Linked DNA regions of Sus scrofa: region 2 is linked to region 1. A link is a contact called in public HiChIP or PLAC-seq data. All regions are on one chromosome and are shown on one strand. The core of a region is the stretch at or near the end of the contact, and the rest is flanking DNA. Distances in the headings are between cores, read along the strand shown.

The links. HiChIP or PLAC-seq counts read pairs in DNA pulled down with a chosen protein or histone mark.
Region 2: an H3K27ac HiChIP or PLAC-seq map of alveolar macrophages shows a contact between it and region 1. The contact joins two enhancer-like sites. A contact is called at or near these places in 3 of 47 Hi-C or Micro-C datasets (embryonic fibroblasts, fetal heart ventricle and retroperitoneal adipose tissue) and 1 of 2 datasets of contacts at active chromatin or transcription factors (alveolar macrophages).

Annotation. Positions count from the first base shown.
Region 1 is chr5:46,516,148-46,522,317 of Sscrofa11.1, reverse strand. STK38L (serine/threonine-protein kinase 38-like) reads left to right here. Exons shown (of 15, transcript XM_021092164.1): 3 at 1,107-1,254. The coding sequence starts at 1,118. Among named protein-coding and RNA genes, the nearest start is that of ARNTL2, 37 kb to the right of the region's middle. Within about 2 kb of position 2,412, at least 4 of the 83 cell types and tissues checked have an H3K27ac peak or open chromatin away from gene starts, as enhancers often do. A contact at or near this core is called in alveolar macrophages and retroperitoneal adipose tissue, where this site is marked.
Region 2 is chr5:46,654,264-46,660,199 of Sscrofa11.1, reverse strand. The region is part of intron 1 of LOC110260720 (a long non-coding RNA gene); the gene reads left to right. Among named protein-coding and RNA genes, the nearest start is that of MED21, 79 kb to the left of the region's middle. Within about 2 kb of position 3,384, at least 13 of the 83 cell types and tissues checked have an H3K27ac peak or open chromatin away from gene starts, as enhancers often do. A contact at or near this core is called in alveolar macrophages and retroperitoneal adipose tissue, where this site is marked.

The DNA of each region.
Region 1 (6,170 bases), core at 1,163-3,662:
TCTTAATGTAATTAAGAAGTGGGTACTGGGGAGTAGGTGGCAGATCTGGAGGAATAGTTTTCAGCTAAGACTGAAGCATTGGATGGCCACCCTGGCAACCTGGATCTTCTCTAGGATACTCTGTCTCCACGTGCATAAGCAAAAAACCTCTTTATTATGTGGAGCCACTCTAGTTTTTTTCTAGTCCAGACATGAACTATGTAGGCAAGTCTTTTGGGTCAGTGCCTACCAGTAGGAGCCCCCAAAGATCAGTCTGTTTCTCCATATGAAGCAGTCATTTTCTACATTTCTCATCTTGTCTAATTGTCCACATTATCTTCTTTAAACCATTACTTTGTTGGACTGGCCCAGTGGTTTTTAAAAATTGGCACTTAAATGGCTTTAAGTAGACACACAGTGTCCAGTTAAGGCTACAAAACTTCCCTGCTGTCACCTGGCTTGCTTCATACATTTGTGTTTCCTACCTGGTTCCTCCAGGCATTTGAGTTTCATCTGAAAATGCAATGGGCCTTCCAGTCTGGAGTAGTATACTAGACCTCGTCATAGCACTATTACAGGATTCAAAATGAAATAGGGCATCCATGGACTCCATCCAAAGGGGCTTGTTTCTAAAAGTGGTTTTTCCCTAAAACATATCCCCATAAAAACTGCTGTTGACTGATGTTTATGTACATATTTGAGGTAACACGTCTTGACTCATAGAATTTACATGGCAGAGGCTTCTTTCTAAACTTATGTTTATTGGGAACATAAGTATTAGCAAAATCTTGTGGATTTTATTTAGTAATCAGTAAAATAATACAAAATAAATTGACCCTTTATTTTGAATACTTATTGAATATGACCCTTGATAAATAAGTGTCAGTATTACGTGTCTATTGCCACTGCTGCTTCTTTACCCTTGGTTTTGCCAGCACAGAATTCACTTTTGTTGTTTTGGGGGAAGTGCCTCTTTCTTTGCTAGCATATAATCCATAATACAAAAGACTCAAACGTCTTAACTGTTAGAGGACAAGTTTGCATAGTAGAAATTAACCATTTCTAGAGTTTGTTTAAAGGGACAGAAAGTTTTTTTCTACTGAACAATTTGTGTCTCTCTGTTCTAGTTTCTGTTACTATGGCAATGACGGCAGGGACTACTGCTACCACCTTTCCTATGAGCAACCATACCCGGGAAAGAGTGACTGTGGCCAAGCTCACACTGGAGAATTTCTACAGCAACCTAATTTTACAGCATGAAGAGAGAGAAACCAGGTACAGAAAAGGCTGGTCAAAATTTTCTGTGTAGTTAATAATTTTCTTGTTATGCTGCAGGTGGGGAGTAAACACCCTGTCCATTAATAATACAAATATTGTGGAAACCTGTATGCTGTCTTTAGGTTTCCTGAGAGTGTACCTTGTTACTTGTTTTACTTTCATAGAGTAGTATCTTGTCCTGTGCACCCATATACTTGTATCACAGGTCAGTTGGTGTTTTAAAGAAAACTTTTCTACCTATGAAATTCTGACATACCTTTATACTTTCTTTTAGAAGGGAGCTTAATGAATAACTGCCTTTAACCCAAAAGGATTCACAGTGTTGTGTGTATATCAGTGGGAACGGGAGAATTTTAAAAATGAGTCAAATGTTATTTTGCCTTCAGGAAACTTACAGCAAGAGAGACAATGCACATAAATATTACATGAAAGGGTGAAAAGTATGCCCTTTGGGAAGGGCAAGGATGGGAGAGATTGTTTTTGACAGAGGCAGCTGGGAAGGCTTCATAAATGGTGGTGACATTTAAACGGGGCTCCAAAGGGAGAGTACTGTTTATGTATGCAGAAAGGGGAGAAGAAAGAGGTGAAAGAGCAGGAGGAAGGATATTAGAGGCGGAAGAAACCACCTTCAGTGCCCTTCAGGCACTGTCTAATTTCGCTCCAGCTGGGTTTTACCATTTCCTGAGAGCTTTGGATGCTTTGTTAGTGGAGCTTTTCTCATGCCAGTAAAGAGCCTTGAAAACTTTCAAAAAGAAGATTTAAATGGTCACAGGTGTTTCTCTGGGAGACTACTTTAGTTGTGATGGACAGAATTGATTGTGGGAAGAGGAATTAGGAACAGGAAAGGCTAGTGCTGTAGCCCAGGCCAGTGGAAAGGAGGCTTGCTTTCGGATTATGACAGCAATAATAGAGAGGAACTGAGTGAGAAAGACAGAAAAAACATAGCAACTACCCAAATATGGAGTGCAAGAAAAATAAGTTAATGCTGGCTCCGAAATCTCACACTTGGGCATACCGAGAGTGGCACAATTAGCGAACTAGGACTGTAGAGGAAGAATCTGGTTTTGAACATAATTTTGGGCAGGTCTAACTGATTAGATGTGGCTGGAGAGAGAATTAGAACTAGAAAATGAAACCAAAGTAACTACTCAGAAGTCAACTAGGAAATAAGAAAGAGAGCTAAGCAACATGGAGGACAGTGAGGAGAGCAAACATATCTTTGATCAGAGTTCCAAAGGAAGAGAAGAAGGAGAAGGGAACAGAGAGAGGCAAGTTAAATGAAGCATATGCCATCTGCAGAAATTCCAGAAGATTTAACTTAACTTAGGTGGAGGGAACATAGTCACAAACAGAAAATCTAACTGTAAACATGTGAATGATTCTCAACAAAAACTGTATAAAAAATCAGCAATTGAGATCTTGCCATGGCGCAGTGGAAACGAATCCAACTAGGAACCATGAGGTTGCAGGTTCGATCCCTGGCCTCATTCAGTGGGTTAAGGATCTGGCGTTGCCATGAGCTGTGGTGTAGGTTGTAGACTTGACTCGGATCCTGTGTTGCTGGACTGTAGCGTAGGCTGGCAGCTGTAGTTCCAATTTGACACCTAACCTTGGACCCTCCATATGCCATGGATATGGCCCTAAAAAGCTAAATAAATAAATAAATAATAAAAATTAAAAATTGCAATTCTCACTCAAAAAAAACCCAGCAGTATTGATAATGTCTTATGTATGTATGTACGTATGTATGTATGTATTTGCTTTTTAGGGCCACAAGTGTGGCATATGGGGCCAGCCTCTGCCACAGCCACAGCAATGCCAGATTTGAGCAGCTTCTGTGACCTGCACCACAGCTCACAGCAACACACTGGATTCTTAACCCACTGAGTGAGGCCAGGGATCGAACCATGTTCTCTTGGATACTGGTCAGGTTCATTATAGCTAAGCCACAATGGGAACTCCTTTTTTTTTTTAATGTCTTATGTATTTTTTCAAAAAGTATTAAAGTGTTTTTGTGTAGTAGACTCTTAGTTAGGAGGGAAGTAAGTGGAATTAAATTATTCTTAAGAGGATCATTGACTCTGTGGATAGTGGATACAACATAGCTAGGGAAAATTGATTAATTTCAGGCTTTGACAAATTAAATGTACACGTAATTTTTAGGGTAGCCTCTAAAGGAATAAAAATAGAGTTTGTAACTTTGAAACTAATAGAAGGAAAAAAATGGATGGGGAAAAATAAATTCAGAAGGCGGCAAGTGAAAAAGAAAAACTGAAATACCAACGAGCAAGCACAAGTAGAAATTGCACCATAAGTGAGAAATAAATCCAGACACATAAAAAACTATGTCAACTGTAAATGTAATGAATGTCTCTGAAAGTGGTCAGATCATCAAAGGAGATGGAATAAAGTAAAAGAAAGGAAGGAAAGCCCTAGATTTTTTCAATAGTCACTTAAATTATTCATCAGAATTTTAAAGGGTCATTGTCTTTTTATTGCTGAAACCTTAAAGTAATTCTGTTTTGCCCTCTGTTCCCAAACAAAGGAAAGTAGGAATAAAAGAATCTACTGTTGTTTAAAAAGAAAAAAGCAATCTCATCTTTATGGTGCCATGGAAGTTAAATAATCAGCTTATATTTTCTAAAAGCTTTTTTTTTTTTTTTTGTCTTTTTTTGCTATTTCTTGGGCTGCTCCCGCGGCATATGGAGGTTCCCAGGCTAGGGGTCGAATCGCAGCTGTAGCCGCCAGCCTATGCCAGAGCCACAGCAATGCGGAATCCGAGCCTTGTCTGCAACCTACACCACAGCTCACGGCAATGCCGGATCGCTAACCCACTGAGCAAGGGCAGGGACCGAACCCACAACCTCATGGTTCCTAGTTGGATTCATTAACCGCTGCGCCACGATGGGAACTCCTAAAAGCTTATACTTTAGGAAAACACATGACATTTTAAGGCTTACCTAATTGAGTAAATGCCAATAAAGTACCAGTAAGAATAGAGCATAAGCTTATTTAGAGGTAAAGTCTCTTTTAAAGTGGTATAGGAAAAGTCCGTGAGTCTTCCTATTTAGGCCTGGAAATGGATGAAAGTCCTTGCATCTCTCCTCATAAGGATGGGAGATTTACTGAAGTTTTAGCTTTCACACAGATTGAGGAAAGGGGGCAGTAGGGATTTGACAGAAGAATAAATCTGCTTGTGTACTGATAGTGCCTCCTAGGTTAATGGTCCTCTCACTCTGTGGATTCTTCCTGCAGAGGAGAAAACCCAGATCATTGAACAAGCAGCTCTGTGCATAAAGGCAGACACAGGATCCAGTATTGGCCTAGCCCATTCAAAGGGTTGGGCTTGGGCAAATAATATAGCAACAAAAGATAACTGTGTAAACAAAAAATCAGTGTGATTAGTGCCAAGGTGGGTGCTTATTACTAGACTCAAGGAAGTGACTGAACTATATATATACACACACACACACGCATATGTATTTATTCATTTATTTATTTTGTCTTTTGTCTTTTTAGGGCCACACGGGCGCGGCATATGGAGGTTCCCAGGATAGGGGTCTAATTGGAGCGATGGCTGCCGGCCTACACCACAGCCCCAGCAACGCTGGATCCGAGCTGCATCTGCAACCTACACTACAGCTCACAGCAACGCCGGATCCTTAACCCACTGAGCGAGGCCAGGGATCAAACCCACAACCCCATCGTTCCTAGTTGGATTCGTTTCCACTGTGCCACGACAGGAACTCCAAGATTTTTTTTTTTTTTTTTTTTTGTCTTTTGTTGTTGTTGTTGCTATTTCTTGGGCCACTCCCGCGGCATATGGAGGTTCCCAGGCTAGGGGTTGAATCGGAGCTGTAGCCACCGGCCTACGCCAGAGGCACAGCAACGCAGGATCCGAGCCGCGTCTGCAACCCACACCACAGCTCACGGCAACGCCGGATCGTTAACCCACTGAGCAAGGGCAGGGACCGAACCCGCAACCTCATGGTTCCTAGTCGGATTCGTTAACCACTGCGCCACGACGAGAACTCCCAAGATATTTTTTAAAGGAACTTTCCATTAAAAATAGGGGATCTTAACAGCAGTTTAGGGAAAGATTACTTTTGGACAGACTGTCATAAACAACAAATACCAAAACATTTGTATGATGGTTTCAGTCCTCAACCCTTGTACTCATTTGGCTAAGTCTTTGAAAGTTAGTCTAATTCTGGTACACTCCAGAACTAATTAGGAAGAGCTCTCCTGGTACCAGTACCAATACAGTGGAAATAAAATAGCAATATTCGCTTAGAAATGAGTTGCAAAATGTGTACCACAGCTATCTCTCTAGTTACTAGCTACTTCATCCATACTGCCTAACCCCCGGCCCCACTTAGCTTAAGTAAAGTCAAGGGTGCATTTTAAAGTACTGAATGACTGAACTTGGCTATTCCTGTAAAACCAAATGTTCTGGTAATTAATGTGTTTTTTTTTTTATGTGCATATATGACTTTTCAGTTTTCCAAGAAATAGAATAGAGTAAAATATTCTTAATTGCATTGAACCTCTGTCCTTGATTAGTGGGGGAAATCAACTTTAGAGTTTAGGTGAAGGACTTAGACATCAGCTAATAAGTGTTAAAACCAAGAGTCAAGCACAGGGATATGCACCTTAGAAATGTTTACGTTTAGTCACTATTGTTACCTTTTTAAACACATCTAGTATAAACACTGATAAATGTGAGTGATTTTGGACGTTTGAACATGGGTAACAGAGTTTTCTGTATTAGAACATGAGTCACCTTGGCTAACAATTCATTAAGCAGCTTTAGAAGTAAATTTTTCATTTGGCTAGTATGAGACAGCTAAATCTGGACTGGGTTTATTTTTTAAGAAAGGAATATTTGTGTGTACATATTATGTTTATATATA
Region 2 (5,936 bases), core at 2,135-4,634, 140 kb before region 1:
TGTTGAGATAGAATTCACATACCATACAGTTCACTCACTTAAAGTGTACAGTACAGTAGTTTTAGGTATATTCATAGATTTGTCAGCCTCTCTTTGTGTTTCCTTAACCTCGATCATACCTTTCAATACATTTTTGTTTTGTTTTTTAGCAAGTGTGTTTTCTGTTTCCCAGTGGGACACTACCTAATTGTGTACATGGTGATAGACTGGTGCCAACTCATGAGAGCCGATTGTTAACATTTTCAGGAATTTCGTGTGCTGATTATTTAACATAGCCACTATTTGAAAATAAGTTTAATTAAATACATGATAACAGATGATGAATTACTAAAAATTCATCACTTCCTAATTATTTTACTACATTTTACTATTATATGTGTATAGTGAGATTATTTGCATGCACTGATTCTGAATGGTATAAATGCTATATAATGATGTTTGTGTATGTATGTGAATCTCCTTCCGACTCTGTGTTCAGTGATATCGTATTGGTATCTTGAAATTAACCATTGGGGGAGGACTTCCACCACAGAAATGAGTGAATCATACAAGTCAGGATTTAATTTTTTGTTTCATTGATTGTCTAGACTTAAAAAAAGGATGAAATATGTTAATAATACAAATTAAACCTAAATGTTTGTCATTTTGAATATAATAAAAAATTGATGAAATATTCTTCTAGTATTTGAAATTATCATCCAATCCAGCAAAGAAGTCACTCATTGATGAACCATTAGCTCCAGAATACGACTTCATTTTTTCACTTTCATCTTCCTTGTCAACCAACACTCATGGAACTGCACTTGAGGAGCTGGTTGTTGAACATTTACCAGCAACCACGGTGCAAACACACACATTCACCCACACATGTGTAATTTATCACTATCATTCTATATGACAAACAGAGCTTACTCAATCTTTTTAGGCTTGCATTGTATATACCTTATTGATAATTAGGCTATAATATTTTGATTTAATAAAAATAAGCTACAGTGAGTCACCTATGACTCATCTTATATATCTGCTTGTAATTTGAACAGTTATTTCCAAACTGCTATCTATGAAAAGTTTCAATTGCCACTCCTACCGGTGATATATGAGAATGTTTTTCCACATCTTCAGCAATATAGTGTATTGTCAAATGCTTTGTATTTTGCTCTACCATTAGTATGAATGGTAATAATTCATATAAGATTTTTTTTAAATGCAAATTTGGCTAATGCAATGTGTTAATGACTGCATTTAATAATAATTGCAATTCTGTTTTTAATGATAGCCTTGAGGTGATTTGTTTGAGAGATGGTATCACTTATTCTTAGAGATCCAATTTAATATTTTGGCTCTTCCACTTCAAAAGCAAATATATTTTTCCAGTAGACGCTAGAAAAAGTGAAAAAGAAATGTCAGTTTACAAAAGAAATGTCCATATAAATGAAGCGATTGCACAGCAGTGCTGGACATTCTGTACTAGAGTCCCTTGGGCCTCATGCTACAAAGATCACCTGGGGCAGCGGAGGAGAGATCCAGGCAAAGACAGAATTGTTCTGCTCAGGTGCAGTCAGACCCACTGTCAAGGTCCTAAGGGATTCTGAGCAGAGCCTCCACTTATCCATACATGGTTTTACGCTGAGGTTTGAGCAGGAAAATTGCATTCATATACTTCCTTGGCATCTCTCTTTTTCCTACTCCTTTTCCCACTTCAAAAAGAAATAGTGTTCCATACCTGTAATTGATCAAGATTGGGCTGGAAGAGGAGTTCCAGTCATGGCTCAGCAGAAACAAATCTAACTAGGATTGATGAGGATGCAGGTTCAATCCCTGGCCTTGCTCAGTGGGTTAGGAACCACCATTGCCTTGCTGTGAGCTGTGTGTAGGTTGCAGATGTGGCTCGGTTCTGGCATTGTTGTGGCTGTGGTATAGGCCAGTGGCTACAGCTTTGATTCAACCCCTAGCCTGGGACCCTCCATATACCATGGGTTTGGCCCTTAAAAAAAAAAAAAAGATTGCCCTGGAAGAGAGTATATAAAGACTGAGACCTAACTGACCAGGTTTCCTTATCCATATTTCTTGTGGGGGATCATCATACCCTTTATAAACAGGCACTGGTAATTGACCAAAAATCTCTATCCCCTAAATTCACCAGTGTTAGATTCAGTCTTTGATCCCCAGCTGACTGCTCAATAGCTCTGTCATGTTTGCACTTAACTTGACCTTTTGATCTTCAGTTTCCTCATCTGTAAGATGGAGATAGTAACAGTTTCCCTCATGGGGTTATTGTGAGGAAATTAGATAATCCATGTAAGACATACAGCCAGAGCTTGACACATACATACTATTGCTTAATATGTGTTAATAATTATTTTATAAAAACATATATTATACATTGTAGCTGCCCTTATTAAGCAGTGGAAATTCAGTCATTGACAGTAGATTTTTTTTTCTGTTCCTTTTATGAAATCCTGAGCTAAAGAGATCATTGGTGAAGCAAATCTTGATTGATAACGGAGTAGGTGTATGTAGAAAAATGGTGCTCTTCACAACTGCTGTTATGATCTTCCTTTCTGCCTGGGTTGGCTATGAGATACATTTGAGTTGATCCAAGCTTAATTTCAAGGAACCATTTATTTTGCTGAATAAAATTAGAGCTTGTGTGCATCTATTACAACGTATATCCAGGCCCTGTTTAATCTCCTAGGAGAAGAGATTTACAAAATGATACCCTGGTGTCCTAGAAAAGCTTACTCAACTTAACGGAAGAGGCCCTTTATTTGCATAAAGTAGATTAGACATGCTGGTTCTTTCTGATGATTCTGCATTGGAATTTAGCTGACCTGGGAGTTGGTTGTGCATAAAAAAGCATGGAACATACCTTCCTTTTGCCCACAGTTTAAGTATATGGCAAGTGAGGAAGAGTTTTGCCAGGAAAGCCCAACATGGCCTAACACACACTGAGTGCCTGGCAGAGACTGTGTTTTTTCTGTCTCTCTTCTTTTTCAAGGAGCAAAGCAACTGAACCTGATTATGAGACTGATCTTTGAAAAATGGAGAAGCATTTATTGAGAATGTAATGATCTGAAAGGCACTGGGCTAGGTGGTGTGAACAGTAATAAGACAAAGAGGGTAATGTCTTTGTTCTTAAGAAATCACTGTCTCCAGGAACAGACATATAAGTGTAGTAACAAAACGTGGTAAGAGCTACACTAGTGGGATGCAAAAAATGTTATGTGGTAAGGAAGCCACTAATTCCACCAGGGTGGCAGGGAGGAAGCTGCTAAGGAAGACTTTGTGGAAGTGCCATTTGAATGGGATCTTAGAGGATCTACGATATTTGGGGGAAGGGGGGCAGAAGAAGCAGCACAAGCAGAGGCAGAGGAGCTCTGTGGTAGGGGATGAAGGTCAGAAGATTTGCTCAGACCAGGTTATGAAGGAGTCATCAGTCTTCCCAAAGTGTATAGGCTTTATCCTGAAGTCAACAGTGAAAATGGAAGGTTCTTAGCTGGGGCAGTGACCCGTCCAGGTTTGGTTTGGAGAAGATTGACACAGAAGCAGCGACTGGGCTCAGGGCATCTACAGGACAAGCTTGCCAAGGGAGTCTGTGGCCAGAGAGGAGGCTAGAATGACTGCTCTAGAACATCTAAGGGCAGAAGAGAGACAAGAGAAGGAGGCTCATGGGAAGCAAACTTCAGAATCAAGAGAATCATGAAACCAGGATAAAGAAGCACAGAAAGAGAGGGGCAAGGAAGAAGATTCAATACTTGGTGTCAACCACAGATCTCAGTTCCAGTGGGAAGGAAGCAAAAGAATCCACTGGATTGGGCAACTGGACTATTTTTAGCGACATTTTTGAGACCAGTTTCAATAGAACGAGGAGGGTGGAAACCAGATACTGTGCCAGACGTGGAAAAATATTTATAACGTACAGGAAATTTAAAGATAGTCAGGAGCTGATGGTGCCTCCCTCAAGTCGGGCGGGTGGCGGGGCGAGGGGGGGGTAGTGTCTAAGAGCCACTGATGGAAATCTTGAGAAACAGGAGCCCCCAAAGTCTAAAGTCAAAAACCAGACAGACGAGAAACATTTGCAGAATGATGTCATCCTGCCTCCTTGGGTGATATCACTTTGTTCCTCAGATGTTTCACCCAGACTGCATGAGTCAACCTCTATATTTGGGCATAAGGAGAACTACCTTTTGTGCTATGTGCCAATTCAGGAGTCTGTTTGTGCTAGTCTGGTTTAGCTCTGCTAAATTATTTTAAGCAATGACCTCACCAACAGCCATGGTAGTTAATCTGTTTAATATCTCACAGCTTGAATTCCAGGACACTTCATTTTATGCAATGTAATCTTCATTGGGTTCCCCCTCCCCTTGCATTTGGAAGACACCGGTTTTATTTTTACATGTATATTCATAACCAATATAAAAAAGGCAAAAGTAGAAATGTCAGAAGCAACCATAAATAGATCTAAGAGATTATGTAGATTACTGGGCATGACTAGAATAATGGTAATAGCTTCCATGAATGAAGTGCCTATCATTTGCCAGACAGTTATAATAGATTATCTCTGGTCCTCACTTTAGCCCCAAATGTAGCTATGAATTCCAGTTGAAAAAATTAAGGAGTATTATGTTCACTCAGGCAGCAAATTGAAAAGTAGGGACTCAAAGCCAGACCTGATCCCAAAGCCCTAGTCTTTCATCATGTCTTCTCCAAAATATCATGGTGTCCATAATTGTAAAAGAAAAATGAGCCACATCAGATCAGGTGTGTTCACTAGTGATGGCTTAGACATGAATTTCTGAAACTCTTGTAAGGTAGATGTAAATTGCCCATCTAACATTTATTTATTTATTTTTAGTTGTTTTTATTATAGCTGATTTACAATGTTCTGTTAATTTCTGCTATACAGCAAAGTGACCCAGTTGTATATTTATATAAATTCTTTTTTTCACATTTATTTAGACAAAAGTATGACAGATTGCATATGGTTGACCAAGCTTAATAGTGAGTGACTCTCTTTCTGATGGGGGATCAGAAGAGAAGGCAGGAAGGGAGAGAAGACAAGAGGATTACAGAGCAGGAAATACGCCTGGAGGGAAATGCAACATTAAAGAAAAGCTGGAGATGGGTTCTTGTAAGATCTTGAAAAGCCATAACTTTTCTGAAATTTTGTACTTCAGTGATTCCTTTTTTGGTTAAATTATAGTGAGATCACTCATAAGAATTTTATTTTTTTTTCTTTTTTAAAACCGAAGTATAGTTGATTTACAATGTTGTGTTAGTTTCAGTTATATACGTATACAGATTCAGTTACATGTATTCTTTTTCAGATTATTTTCCCATATAGGTTATTACAGAATATTGAGTAGAGTTCCCTGTGCTATAGAGTAGGTCCTTTTATCTATTTTATATATAATAGTGTGTATATGTTAATCCCAAACTCCTAATTTATCCCCCCTCCTTTCCTCTTTGGTAACCATAAGTTTGTTTTCTACATCTGTGAGTCTATTTCTGTTTCATATAATAAGTTCATTGGTATCATTTTTTAAAGATTCTACATGTAAGCGATATCATGATATTTGTCTTTGGCTTACTTCATTTAGTTGATAGAATTTTATTTCTTTTATACTAAACTCATTGCTATGACCAGCAAACAAACCTGTGATATTTATTCAGGAAAGAAAAGGAAACTAACCTTTGGTCGGTGCCCACTCCAGTACCAGGTGTAGAGTAGCCGTGAATGTGGAGGAATGTCCACTTTGTCCTGAACACTGTGCTGTGTGTCTTTGTGTCATGGCATGGTGTTTAAACATAAATTCAGGAGAGGGACCCTGAGGCATTGATTTGGGTTTTTTCAGACTGGAATGCTGAATGATCAAATGGTTGGTATTTGATACTCTAATGGGGCTATTTCCAGACGAAGCACACCAATCAAAGGA